Regions from separate parts of the Mus musculus genome. Here regions 1, 2 and 3 are each linked to region 4. The links are chromatin contacts, called in public HiChIP or PLAC-seq and promoter capture Hi-C maps. All regions are on one chromosome and are shown on one strand. The core of a region is the stretch at or near the end of the contact, and the rest is flanking DNA. Distances in the headings are between cores, read along the strand shown.

What was found. Promoter capture Hi-C pulls out the DNA fragments that hold promoters and counts their contacts. HiChIP or PLAC-seq counts read pairs in DNA pulled down with a chosen protein or histone mark.
Region 1: a contact with region 4 is called in a promoter capture Hi-C map of embryonic stem cells, with 2.5 times the contacts expected there. The contact joins the promoter of Usp27x here to the promoter of Ccdc120 in region 4. A contact is called at or near these places in 2 of 39 promoter capture datasets (embryonic stem cells and liver), 1 of 115 datasets of contacts at active chromatin or transcription factors (stem cell-derived neural progenitor cells) and 1 of 9 other capture datasets (adipose tissue).
Region 2: an HNF4G HiChIP or PLAC-seq map of pancreatic cancer cells shows a contact between it and region 4. The contact joins the promoter of Ebp here to the promoter of Ccdc120 in region 4. A contact is called at or near these places in 1 of 39 promoter capture datasets (cranial neural crest), 1 of 115 datasets of contacts at active chromatin or transcription factors (pancreatic cancer cells) and 1 of 9 other capture datasets (adipose tissue).
Region 3: an H3K27ac HiChIP or PLAC-seq map of extraembryonic endoderm stem cells shows a contact between it and region 4. The contact joins the promoter of 2010204K13Rik here to the promoter of Ccdc120 in region 4. A contact is called at or near these places in 8 of 39 promoter capture datasets (the C10 cell line, the SN4741 cell line, embryonic stem cells and 4 more) and 4 of 115 datasets of contacts at active chromatin or transcription factors (embryonic stem cells, extraembryonic endoderm stem cells, stem cell-derived epiblast-like cells and 1 more).

Annotation. Positions count from the first base shown.
Region 1 is chrX:7,374,571-7,377,284 of GRCm38.p6, forward strand. Usp27x (ubiquitin specific peptidase 27, X chromosome) reads right to left here and starts at 1,260. Exons shown (of 1, transcript NM_019461.4): 1 at 1-1,260. The coding sequence starts at 291. Gm14379 (predicted gene 14379) reads left to right here and starts at 1,355. Exons shown (of 2, transcript NR_026741.1): 1 at 1,355-1,713; 2 at 1,954-2,714.
Region 2 is chrX:8,192,071-8,194,838 of GRCm38.p6, forward strand. Ebp (phenylalkylamine Ca2+ antagonist (emopamil) binding protein) reads right to left here and starts at 1,442. Exons shown (of 5, transcript NM_007898.3): 1 at 731-1,442. It overlaps Porcn (porcupine O-acyltransferase), which reads right to left. Exons shown (of 15, transcript NM_023638.4): 15 at 1,776-2,207. The coding sequence ends at 2,106.
Region 3 is chrX:7,421,486-7,424,245 of GRCm38.p6, forward strand. It overlaps 2010204K13Rik (RIKEN cDNA 2010204K13 gene), which reads right to left and starts at 1,503. Exons shown (of 2, transcript NR_027924.1): 1 at 1,394-1,503.
Region 4 is chrX:7,739,744-7,742,573 of GRCm38.p6, forward strand. Ccdc120 (coiled-coil domain containing 120) reads right to left here and starts at 1,581. Exons shown (of 10, transcript NM_207202.2): 1 at 1,469-1,581.

The DNA of each region.
Region 1 (2,714 bases), core at 10-2,509, 370 kb before region 4:
GGTCAAGGCCTGGACAATGCAGTTCATAAAACACGTGTTGCCAAGATTAATTAGTCCTCGTAAGCCGATGGTAAAGCTGGAGGCGATCCTTCTTCTCCGTGGGTTGTGCCCCAGAAGTTCTAGTTCAGGTTTGGTCGTTTCCCAGGTGGGATATTTCTCCCCAAGTCCCGGCACTGAACACTGTTGCTGAGAAACCTCTGTCGAGGTGGACGCTTGTAATTTCAAGGCTTCTCCTTGCTCTTCTTTGGCAATTTGCTCAATGTCTATGTCATACACATAGTCTTTACACATGAAGCAGTATATGCCTCCATAATAAAGATCTACCGCTAAGTTGTGCTGTTTTGTCTCAGCGTGCTCGTGGATGTGTTTCTCTGTGAAGCAGCCAAAGAAGACGCAGGAAAGGCAAGAGTGGAGTCTGTTTAAATGGGTGCCACACACATGGCAGACGCACGACTTTGCCTTGCTTTTCCTGGTCTCTGGGGTTCCACACCACACGAAGCACTGGTAGATAACCCGCAATTCCTGCCTCCAGTTCTCTCCCACCTTAAAGCTGTTCACGTGGGAACAACCTGGTGGCCCCACAGCAAAATCCACATCCAGGCATCCGCCCCCAGGACCACGCCGGGGCCGGGGCCGGGGTGGGGGCCGTGGCCTAGGCTGCGGCGGGGTACGAAGCCTAGTCTGGGGCCGGGGCCGGGGTCGGCGGCGCGGGGCACGACTGCGACGCGGAGAGGGATCAGGGGGCCGCGGAGGGTCGGAGGGAAGGGTGGGGGGAGGAACCTCGTCGCCGCTGCCGCCAACACCGCTCTGCGCTGGGTTCTCATCCTTCGGCTCCTTCTCGGGCTGCCTCTCAGGCTCAGGCTCAGGCTCAGGCTCAGGCTCAGGCTCAGGCTCCTGTAAGGGCTCGGGTTCGGGCTCCGGCTCGGGCTCCGGCTTCTGTTCGGGTTCCGGCTCCGGCTGGGGCTCGGGCTCGGGCTCCGGCTCGGGCTCTGGCTGGGGCTCCGGCTCGGGCTCCCGCTCCGGCTCCGGCTCGGGCTCCCGCTCGGGCTCCCGCTCGGGCTCCGGCTCGGGCTCCGGCTCGGGCTCCTGCTCCAGCTCCAGCTTGAGCTCAGCCCCGCGGCCCGGACCCTCCGCGATCTCCACCTTCCCGGTGGCGTCCACCTTCCCTGCTGTCTCCACCTTCCCGGTGGCGTCCACCTTCCCGGCCGCCTCCACCTTCCCCTCCACCTTCTCCGCCTCCACCTTCCTCTATGCCTTCTCTCCCGTCTCCGCCGTCTCCGCCTCCTCCAGCCTCCTCCGCCTCCACTGGCTGCGACTCCTCCCCCTGCTCGTGGGGCTCGGGCGGCCACTGGGCGTGGTGGCGCGGGGGCCACGCAGACCTGGGGTGTCCCCGTCCGGACTGAGGGAGCGCGGTGGTTGTGGCAGCTGGACCCAAAAGGGACTTTCACTGAAGGAGGCGGCAGCGGAAGCAGGCGACGCCCCCGGGAATGCTCCCGCCGAAGCCCCCTAGCGGAGGCCGCTTCTGCAGCCAGGCCCCGTTTCCTTTAATTCAATATTTCCCAAACTTGCTGGTTCACGACAATCACGTGGGGGAGCGTGTTAAAATTACAGATTCCTCGGCTCCACCCGCAGGCCTACTGAATCAGACTCTTGAAGGGAGGTACTCCGGAACCTGGATCTCTAACTAGGGCCGGAGAAACTGCTAGTGATCAGGCAAGTTTGGGAAACACAGCTCTAATTCATTGAGGCTGGCGGGAAGTGGGGCGGGGACCGCGCAGTCTCTTTAAGGCGCTTCCAGCTCTCCGCTCCAATCGCTGCTCTGACCCCCTAGGCGGTCTCCTCCCCTCTAGTACTGCCCTCAAGGGTGCAGCTTCCCCTAGCCTGTGGGGCGGGGGGCCCGAAGGGTTGTCTTGTCTAGAAACGTTTCTGAGGCCATAAAATATCCCTTCACAGTCTGGTACTTGAGAATAAAGGCGGGAGCTCCGACATCCATCATTCCAGCGGCTGAACCTGCCTCCAGCAGCTGAACGTACCCCCAACATGTCTCAGTCTCCCCCTCTAGGTCCAACTCCTGCTCTCCCAGAAACGATGAAGCTCAAACTTTACTGGGGACCAGCCTGAACCCCAGATCTAGAGGGACAACAGTGCTCCCAAGGCCGCTCCACCTGAAGGGACATGTCTCTTTGAGAAACTTATCAGCCCATCCTGTGCTGGCTCCTTGCCTCCCACTCAGGCTCCAAAGGCCCTGGGTGGGATGACTGGTTGACAGCTGGCCTCCAGATACAGCACTCCAGATACTGAGCAGCCTGTGGGCAGAAACAGTCACTCCAAGGCCAGCAGGGGAAACCAGACACTGCAAGGCTGTTCCTACAGGTTGCACCTCCCTTACGCTGCAAGGAACCCAAACTACAAAGTCTGAGACCCATAAGATTTAGCAGAGTCTTGGGTGGGCAGCACGTAGGAATAAAGCGGGTATCTTTGGAGCTGCCAGTGAGGAGAGAGTCTGGGGGCCTGCTGTATGAAAAGCAGCATCATAGAGCCCAGGAAGAATGAGTCCAGAACAAACAGCTCAGGTCTTGGGCAGAGTGGGGATGTCAGAAGCAGCTGCAACTGCTGCTTCTGGAGGGTGCAGCCAAAGGCAGGGATCAGCACGTGGGGAGAGAGTGAGCTAAGAAGAGTCCAGTGCCTCAGTGTGACAGCCGGCTGTACCTGGT
Region 2 (2,768 bases), core at 192-2,691, 450 kb after region 4:
GTCAGATAAAGAGCTTCTGCTGGGTGCCTAGGTGCATTCCTTTCCTTTGTCAAGTGCAGCAGAAACTCTCTAACTTTGCTTCATTGTGATACCCCCTATCGTTTTTTTCTGACACAGCGGGTTTCAAGGCCGCTGGTACACCTAGGCAGAGGCTCCTGAGGCTCTAAAGAGGAATCATCAGATTGTACTGCCAGCATCATCGAGTTGTACTTCTGGTTGCTAGTCACAGAGTATGATCACAGTCTGGTGGGCGAGTCACTGTCAACAAGCCAGGTCCTAGCACTTTGGGGCTCAGTTTGTTGGAAAGACACAGGAATGTAGTCGGGGTGCACTGCAGGGTCCAGTGGCTGAGATTTAACTGGACGCTACTCCCACCCGCAGGGGGCTGCAGAGATGAGGAATCAGAGCTGCGGCCCCAAGCACCACGTTTCAAAAGCAAGAGTCCAGGCAATTAGTGTGCCACCCTGCAACAAGCTAGAAGTAGCAAAAGCAGGGGTCTCACGGGCGGCGCTAACCAAGAGAAAGGAAAACAAAGCCCAGAGACCACCAATCACAACCAGAACCCTCCACTGTAGCTGCCCAACGAGAGGGCGAGTCTTCCGTCGTCTGGACAACCGATTTAGGGCCCGGGTCCCGCGCAAGCGCAGGGTAGGGCAGGACTCGCAGGCAAACCGCTGTCGTGGAGGGTCTGGGCACGTGGAGGGGCTCGGACAAGCTGGCTGGCACTCACCCCAGGCGGCGCGATCGCAGGGCGACTTCCTAACACAGGCTTGCGACTTTCCAGGAAGACCTGCAGGCTCCCTAATAGCCCCAGTTCCGCTCAGCTCTAGCGCTTCCCCGCCCGATGGAGCGGACCAATAGTGAAGTGGAGAAGGTGGCTTCTGCCAATAGGAGTCCTCCGAATGTCGCAGGCCCTGTCCTCGCCTATGGTGTCATCTTCCCTGTTGGCTGAGACCAAGTCAGGAGTAGGGTGGAGACCTCCAAGGTCTGTGGGCGCTTTCTCCCGATAGCAAATCTATGCTATTCTGAGCTTCAATTTCCCTGCCCTCTTATCAATCGCACAAGATGAGGCTGAAATTTGAAACCCTCAACATTTGCTAGTGACCGGAGTTGCGTGGTCTTCTAAGTTTTCTAGGCAACCAATCAGTTCCCGGACCCATTCTTAGCCCAAATGCAGAGAATACGACAGGTGGATTACATTCAGTACAAACAAACCTAGCGCCCACCAGAGCTCAGAACTCTCCAGTCCTAACAGCATCGGTCACCTTCAAACCCTCACTCCTGCTGAGCAGTTGGTGTAGACTCTCAACAGTGCCAGTTCTTAAAAGCCAAACAGAAGGCATGACGGTAAACAAGTTGGCAAACAGACCTCGTCAGCATTTAGTCAGAATATTGATCATCTCAAACTGTCATTTTAATTATTACCTACGGACCAGTAGGCATCAACCCTTCTTCTGTCTTGCCCTACCCCGCCCCGTTCGAATCTGACGAACCAATCAGTACAGGGATCCCCCAGTTTTCCATGAAGTATTACTAAGCCTCCCCCACAAAATCTGTCCCTGCTCTACGCAAGCAGGACCAGGACCCCGCCATCATAGACTCATTAGCCAATCACAGACCATGTTGAATTCATCGCGAATAGATCACAATTTTATTTTCCCTCTCCACGATTTTCAGTTTCCAAACCTTTATGTGTGGTGGAATTTCTTTGCTTTCCCTTTTTCCCCTCTGATCAGTGAAAAAAAAAAAAAAAAACAAAAAACCAAAAAACCGAGCCTGTTGTGTAAGTTCTACTTTTATTCGACAATAACAAACTGCATATAAAAAAGGGAGACGGCAGGCGCAGAGGCCCTGGATCTGCTCCTGTCTGCTTTCCCAAGTATCCATCGTTCCTTGGCCCAATAAGGACCACCCCCTTCCTGCCTGGTGGCGGGGTGAGGATTGACAGGCATAGAAAGTTGTGTGTGTTCCTATGTTGTGTGGAGGGGTGTTGGGGGTCAAGAATGGATAAGGGAAAAGGAGTAGAGAAAGGGTCTTTTCTCATCCCCCATCAGAGTTGGCACCCTAAGGAGGGGTATTGAAGGGGATTATGATGGTCATATGCCTCAGCCTATGAGACGGTAGAAGATCCAGCATCCAAAAGTGACCCAGTGACTGGCCCAGCTGAGCTCTGACCACTTGTGGACAGTGTATGCCATGCCGTAGCCCTGTGGGAGAGAAACAAGTCATGATTTTGAAATTCAACAAGGACAGTGAGTCTCCGGAAAACCCATCTCTTGCCCAGGGATCTTTGGTATTTCATATTCCTGAGTAAAAGAAGGGTCTAGGTGCTTATCAAGGGTGACCAGATACAGTTTGGTTTCTTCTTCTTTAAAGATCATTTTAAGGGGCTGAGTATACAGCTTGATGGGAGGGTCTACATGGGGAGGCCCCAGGTTTTGATTTCCAGCACACCAAAAAGAGTTATTTTAAAAATATGTTGGATGTGGTGGGTCATGCTGATCCCTGAGGTCGTTTGTATATGAGACCACTAGAAATCTGAGTGTCTACCAATACAGGACAAAGTAAACCCTGACAAATTCTTGCAATGAAAAAAAAAAAAAAGGAAGACTGTGTACTTAAAAAATTGGGGGAAGCCAGACGTGGTGATGCACACCTTTAGTCCCAGCACTTAGCACTTGGGAGGCAGGCCGATTTCTGAGTTCGAGGCCAGCTTGGTCTACAGAGTGAGTTCTAGGACAGCCAGGGCTACACAGAGAAACCCTGTC
Region 3 (2,760 bases), core at 253-2,752, 320 kb before region 4:
AAAGACCTCTCTCTGGAAAGGGAGGGAGTCAGAAGCCCTATGGGAAACTGTAGATTATAAGACTGGGGCTGCCTCTAGATTTCCCTTAGTTAACAAGACACCAAAACAACACTCCTTAGGCTTCTCTTGAGATTAGGGGCCTGAAATGTCAATAAAAATATACACGTTCAAGGCAATGACCAACTTAGTTTGTTCATGAGGCACTGAGCTACGTAATACAATGGTAAATTAGACAGCATGATCCATACTCCAGTGGAGACCCTAGTCCAAAAACAACCCTCCCATTTGTTAACACATTACCTACCCAGAAAATAGCTTAAATGTAACCTAACCAAAAATTAGGCAGCTCTAGATTCCCAGGTGTGCCTGGGCCATACATCTCTCAAGCCTACTGTTGTTGGGAGAGCTGGATCTGGGAAAGGAAGACAAGATCTGAAGTACTCATGGTTCCCTGCCTTACCCAAGCATTTCTCAACAGTCCTTGTAATTTTTTCAGAAATCCTTCCATTCAGAGTCCTGCCTCCCTCGGATGGAAACCCAAGCTTAGCCTAGGGGAAGGACTATGCCCTAGTAGGTTCTACTGATTGGATGCTCTTCCATACAACTTTGGCTCATGAGGAAAACAAGAACTGCCTGGCAGAAGCCATGCCCCATGGATGTGATAGACCATGACCAAGGGACAGTAAGGATTAGAATCAACTAAGATTTATTTATCTTATGTGTTTGAGTGTTTAGCTCACATACATTTCTGCGCAGGGACACTGGTTTTCCTTCCTTAGGTAACAAGGTAGACGACAGATGATATAGATGATAGATGGCATGGGTATGTGTGTGTGCACGCCCCTCCCCCTCGACCTATTAGGGAGCTCAAAGAAACTTGTAGCTGGCTAGAAATCTGATTTAGAGACTAAGTAGTAGAAACATGTATGTTCCCTCTTCTTGTCCGCATGGACACTGCTGTGGTTGAGTTCCGAACTATGTCTCTAGAACATCCACAACATCTACTTGTGGAAACTAACACTTGGAGGTGGGAAGATGCATAAATAGTTGAGAGCACTTAATTCTCACAGAGGGTCTGGGTTCAATTCCTAAGACCCACGTGGTGGTCCATAACTCACGTTCGGGGGGGGGGGATCGATCCAATGCCCCTCTTGTAACCTCTGTAGTCACCAGCACGAACACCTTACACGCGCGCGCGCGCACGCACACACACACGCGCGCACACACGCACACACACGCACATTTTACCTTCTTTAAGTACCGGGGGCAGGGGGGAGGGGGGAGTTTCCCCGTGTGCTCGTGCACGCGCGCACGCACGCACGCGTAGGGAATGTAAGTAAAGCGTCTAGACAATAAGGACCTAAAATGAAAGAGCCATAAGCTACCTACTTACGTTTTTATTTCTCAGTTCTCCAAGTTCCAAATCATCCGGCCCACTAAGGTCCAAACTTGGAGGAAGCTCGAGTCTCTGCTTATTAACACGTGTCGCGGCACGGCTGACTTGTGCGTCACCAACCACAAGGTGGCGAAAGAGATTATCACATCAAACCAGCCTGCCTTCTGCCTCTTCTATACCATTATTTTGCTAAGCAGAAGCATTTCCTGAGCGTGAGTCATTCAATGAGCACAGTGGTCCTATGGATTGTGGCCCTATGGATTAGCTATGATTTCACAGATGAGCAAACCAAGAGCTGCAGATACCTGTGGAGTTTGGCTGTTACCTATTTTTAGTACTGCATCTGCATTTACACCAGCGTCACCACACACATATGAGTACTGTAGTGTTACTTATTTGGCAATTGCTCTGCCATCTTTTGGCAATAAGAATTTATTTCATCCTCATCACAGTCTTACAGGATCACCATCATATATGTGGTCTGTTGATCAAACATCATCATACAACACATGACTATATGTTTCTATATGTTATCTATGTTTTTACTTAAAGGTTTTTTATTATGAAAGAAACTGTATTCCTGGTAACAACTTTCAAATTATAATAATGAGTAAAAAGTCTCCTTTCTTCCCATTAGAACTAGTCAAAAGCGTAACTCCTCACATATTCCTTCATAATTTGTTTACAAATACATAAGCATACTTCATATGTTTATCTTACAATGCACACAAATATATTGTACACACTGTTCTACAGCTTGCTTTTTCTAATTAGGACAGTATCTTGATAGCAGATGTGAGCTGAGGCCACACTGGCCTGTGGACCTCATTTACAGATCTGGAGTAGGACGTGACTGTCCTCACCTGAGAACAGCAAGTGTGTCACCTGATATATTGCAGCCTGAGGTGACAATGAAATGTGGAAGAAGAGAGCGGACTCTCTGCAGCAGCAAGAAAGCGTGGTGAGGTGTAAGGCAAGCCTGTTAATGGGCAGCAAGTGGGACTGGTCCCCATCTCTGGTATATTCAGGTCCTTAAGCTATAGTTTTGAGAAAGTTCAGATTTGGATACAGGCAATGTTCACAGTGCCTTTGGGGACAGGGCACCTCTTTACACCACCGCACAGTGCCAACGTGTGGAAACCCTGTGGGGTAGTAATTGGTAGCATTTTAAAGGTGACAAAATTGAGACTCAAAGAGGACAAGGCTCCCAAGGCTACCCTACTTGAAGCAGCACCTCCCCTTACCTACCTTGTCAGTACTTACAGGACCCTGGGGAACTATTGGCTATTGGTAGACTCTGGAAGACCGGATATCATTATCTTCAGATATGTACCCACTAGGGAAGCCAGCCAGGTCCAGTGCAT
Region 4 (2,830 bases), core at 331-2,830:
TTCCCCATTTTCACACTATAGGGTGTGCTCAGACTGTCTACAAGGTACCCCCGCCCCCCAGTTTTCTCTACAGTCTTCTGCTTGTCCCACAGAGTCTGTATCCCTCCCTCAAAGGACTCATGGACTATCCTCCACTGCAATGGTTAGGCAATCCCATAAGCCTTTTGTACAGAAAGTTTGTACACTGCAGGGGGTCTCACAAGCCCACCCATCTGAGGTCCAGCACTTTCGGCATGGTAGGGTGTCTTTAGTGTCCCACCTCAGCCTCCTCGGTCCCTCAGCCCCCGAAACTTCTACTTTCCCAGGACCCATTTTAATTCGGAAAACTTTCACAAGGCTTGCCTGAACCCTTCTCCACCCCAACAGAAAGCTAACTCCTCCCACCTTGGGTCCATTTACCCGTTCACCAACATTGTCTCATGTTTCACATCAGAGGGCCTCCGTCCTTCCTTCTTTAGAAAATTAGAGTATCCCGGAGTCGACACAGGGTCCAGTCAGGAACCCCGACTCCACCCCATCAGTCTGACCTCAGGGACATAGTTATGGCATGAGTCATTGGGTCACTAGGCAGGCTAGACATGGATCAACGCCCCACACCTCCATACCTGACTCAGGAACCTTTGCTTCTACTCTTCCATGTTCTGTACACTTGGAACTTCAGACTGCCTGACATCAGACAGAGATAGTAAGAAGGCAATCTACCACATTCCAGCATCACTACCATGCCCTCATATGAACCTCTGAGACCCTCCTGCCCACACCAGAGCTTTGCCTTGTCATTCTGTGGTCCTGTTACGGGCTTAGGTTGCAGCAAGCGAGCTACAGAGGGCACATGCGGGGAAACACACACACACAGAGGCAGGCCCAGCAGGTTTTTCAGGTCTGCCCTTCTGACACCACGGCTGAGAAAAATTCCTGGCTGTAATGACTGTTTACAACCAAGATACTTCACCTGGGTGGCACTCCAACACTGTCAATGAGAGCCCCATTTCCACATCCTGCCACCACTTGAGCAAATGCACACAGAGTCTGGACCTGATCCCCATTGCTCCCCCAAACATACAGCACACCCCCTTCAATTACTCTGGCTGAACAAACAAACAGAGGGACAAGCAGATACAGATGCCTGAACAACAGTGGTATCTAATCGGTTCAGCTCGTCTTCTCTGAGGCACTAGTCCTGATAAAAAGGGGGAGAGGGGCCGAGAAGAGAAGGCTGAGTCTCTGCCCCGTCCTTCCTCCTCCATTTTCCAACCAAGAATTATTTTGATATCAAGAAAGGAAAATGGACACGTGAGGCTTTGCCCTGGTCCCCTGATCCTCCCATACTGAACACCACCCCTCCTATCGCTACCCTATATTCTCAGGGTCCTCCTTCCTCAGATCTGGATCTCTAGAAGGGAACTTCCTCAGTTCCTGTGCCATTACCCTATCTCACGGCCCTGCCCCATTGCTCGCTGGTACTCACCAATGCCCTAGTGCTGGATGGCAGCCTCAAATATTTCCAAAAGAACAGTTGTCTCGTCCAGGCCCTAGCTTTCCTGGCAGTACAAGTGAACAGCAGTGACTGCTGTCTTGGCTACCTCCCACTAGGTAAAGGCCCAACCTACCTGGACAGGATGGGGTTGGCCCACACCTTTTAACCCTTACCTGCCCGCTTCCAGGGCTAGGGTCACCCCTGGGAAGGCAGTCTGGGGGACCAGGTGCCTCGGGGAGCCCAATATGGTCAAGGAGAAAGCATAGAATGCTTTCCTCACTGCGGATATCTAAGAGATAACTGGCCAATAAGCTCTAAGAATTGTGGGAGGAGCCACTGCCCAAATCCCCAGGCCACTGGAGCCTGCCTACACCCCGGGACATGGGGGCTAGGAAACTGTGAAATAGACAAACAGACATAGACATGGACACACACACACACACACACACACACACATATCTTGGATCAATTTCTCCCATAATTAGGATGATGATTTTCTAAGCTGCAGAGAGAAGTTGACCTTTCTAAGGAGAGACCAGATCTTAAGACACTCCCACCTTCTGTACTCCAGGAACAAATAAACCTAGGAAACACCATCATCTATACCCTACAACCTGAGGGGCGGCACAGAGCCAGCCTCCGCTGAGCTCTGAGCCATGGTAGAAATGGGAGGCCTGACTGAGAACATACTAATGTAAAGGCACAGGAAAGAGCCAGCTGGGGTGGGACACACCTTCCTTTAATCCCAGCACTCAGGAGGCAGAGGCAGGCAGCTCTGAGTTCGAGACCAGCCTGGTCTACAGAACTAGTTCCAGGACAGCCAGGGCTACACAGAAACAAACAAACAAAGAAACAAAAACAACCATAAGAAGGAGCAGAACCAGAGTACTAGACTGGGCCCTGCGCTAGAGGAGCCACTGGCTACTCCTGAAAGGAGAAAGAATACGAAGACTCAACTTTATCCATGTTCTCCCTGTTAACATTTCTAGCCTGGAGCGAAGCAGACAGGGAAATAAATTGAAAACTCTAAGTCCCTCTAATGCCCTTCAACACAACCCTACCTGGGCCCTAAGCTTGTCTTGGGCACATACCAAACATGCTGTACTCCAGGTAAGACAATCTATTTTGTGACCTCAGAACCCAAACCTAACCCCTATAGCAGCCGCTGCCATGTATGAACAGGGAGGGTTTTAGGGGTGTTCCCTGTTGGGGAGGAGAGCCTAGAGAAGAGTTCCCCCAGTCACATGTTATCAAGGCCTGCTGCCCCAGGTGCCCACCTTTCTTCCGGGTTATGAAATGTATGTGTGGAACACAAAGGCCCTTTCCATCTCCTTCCTCCCTTCTCCCTCCTTT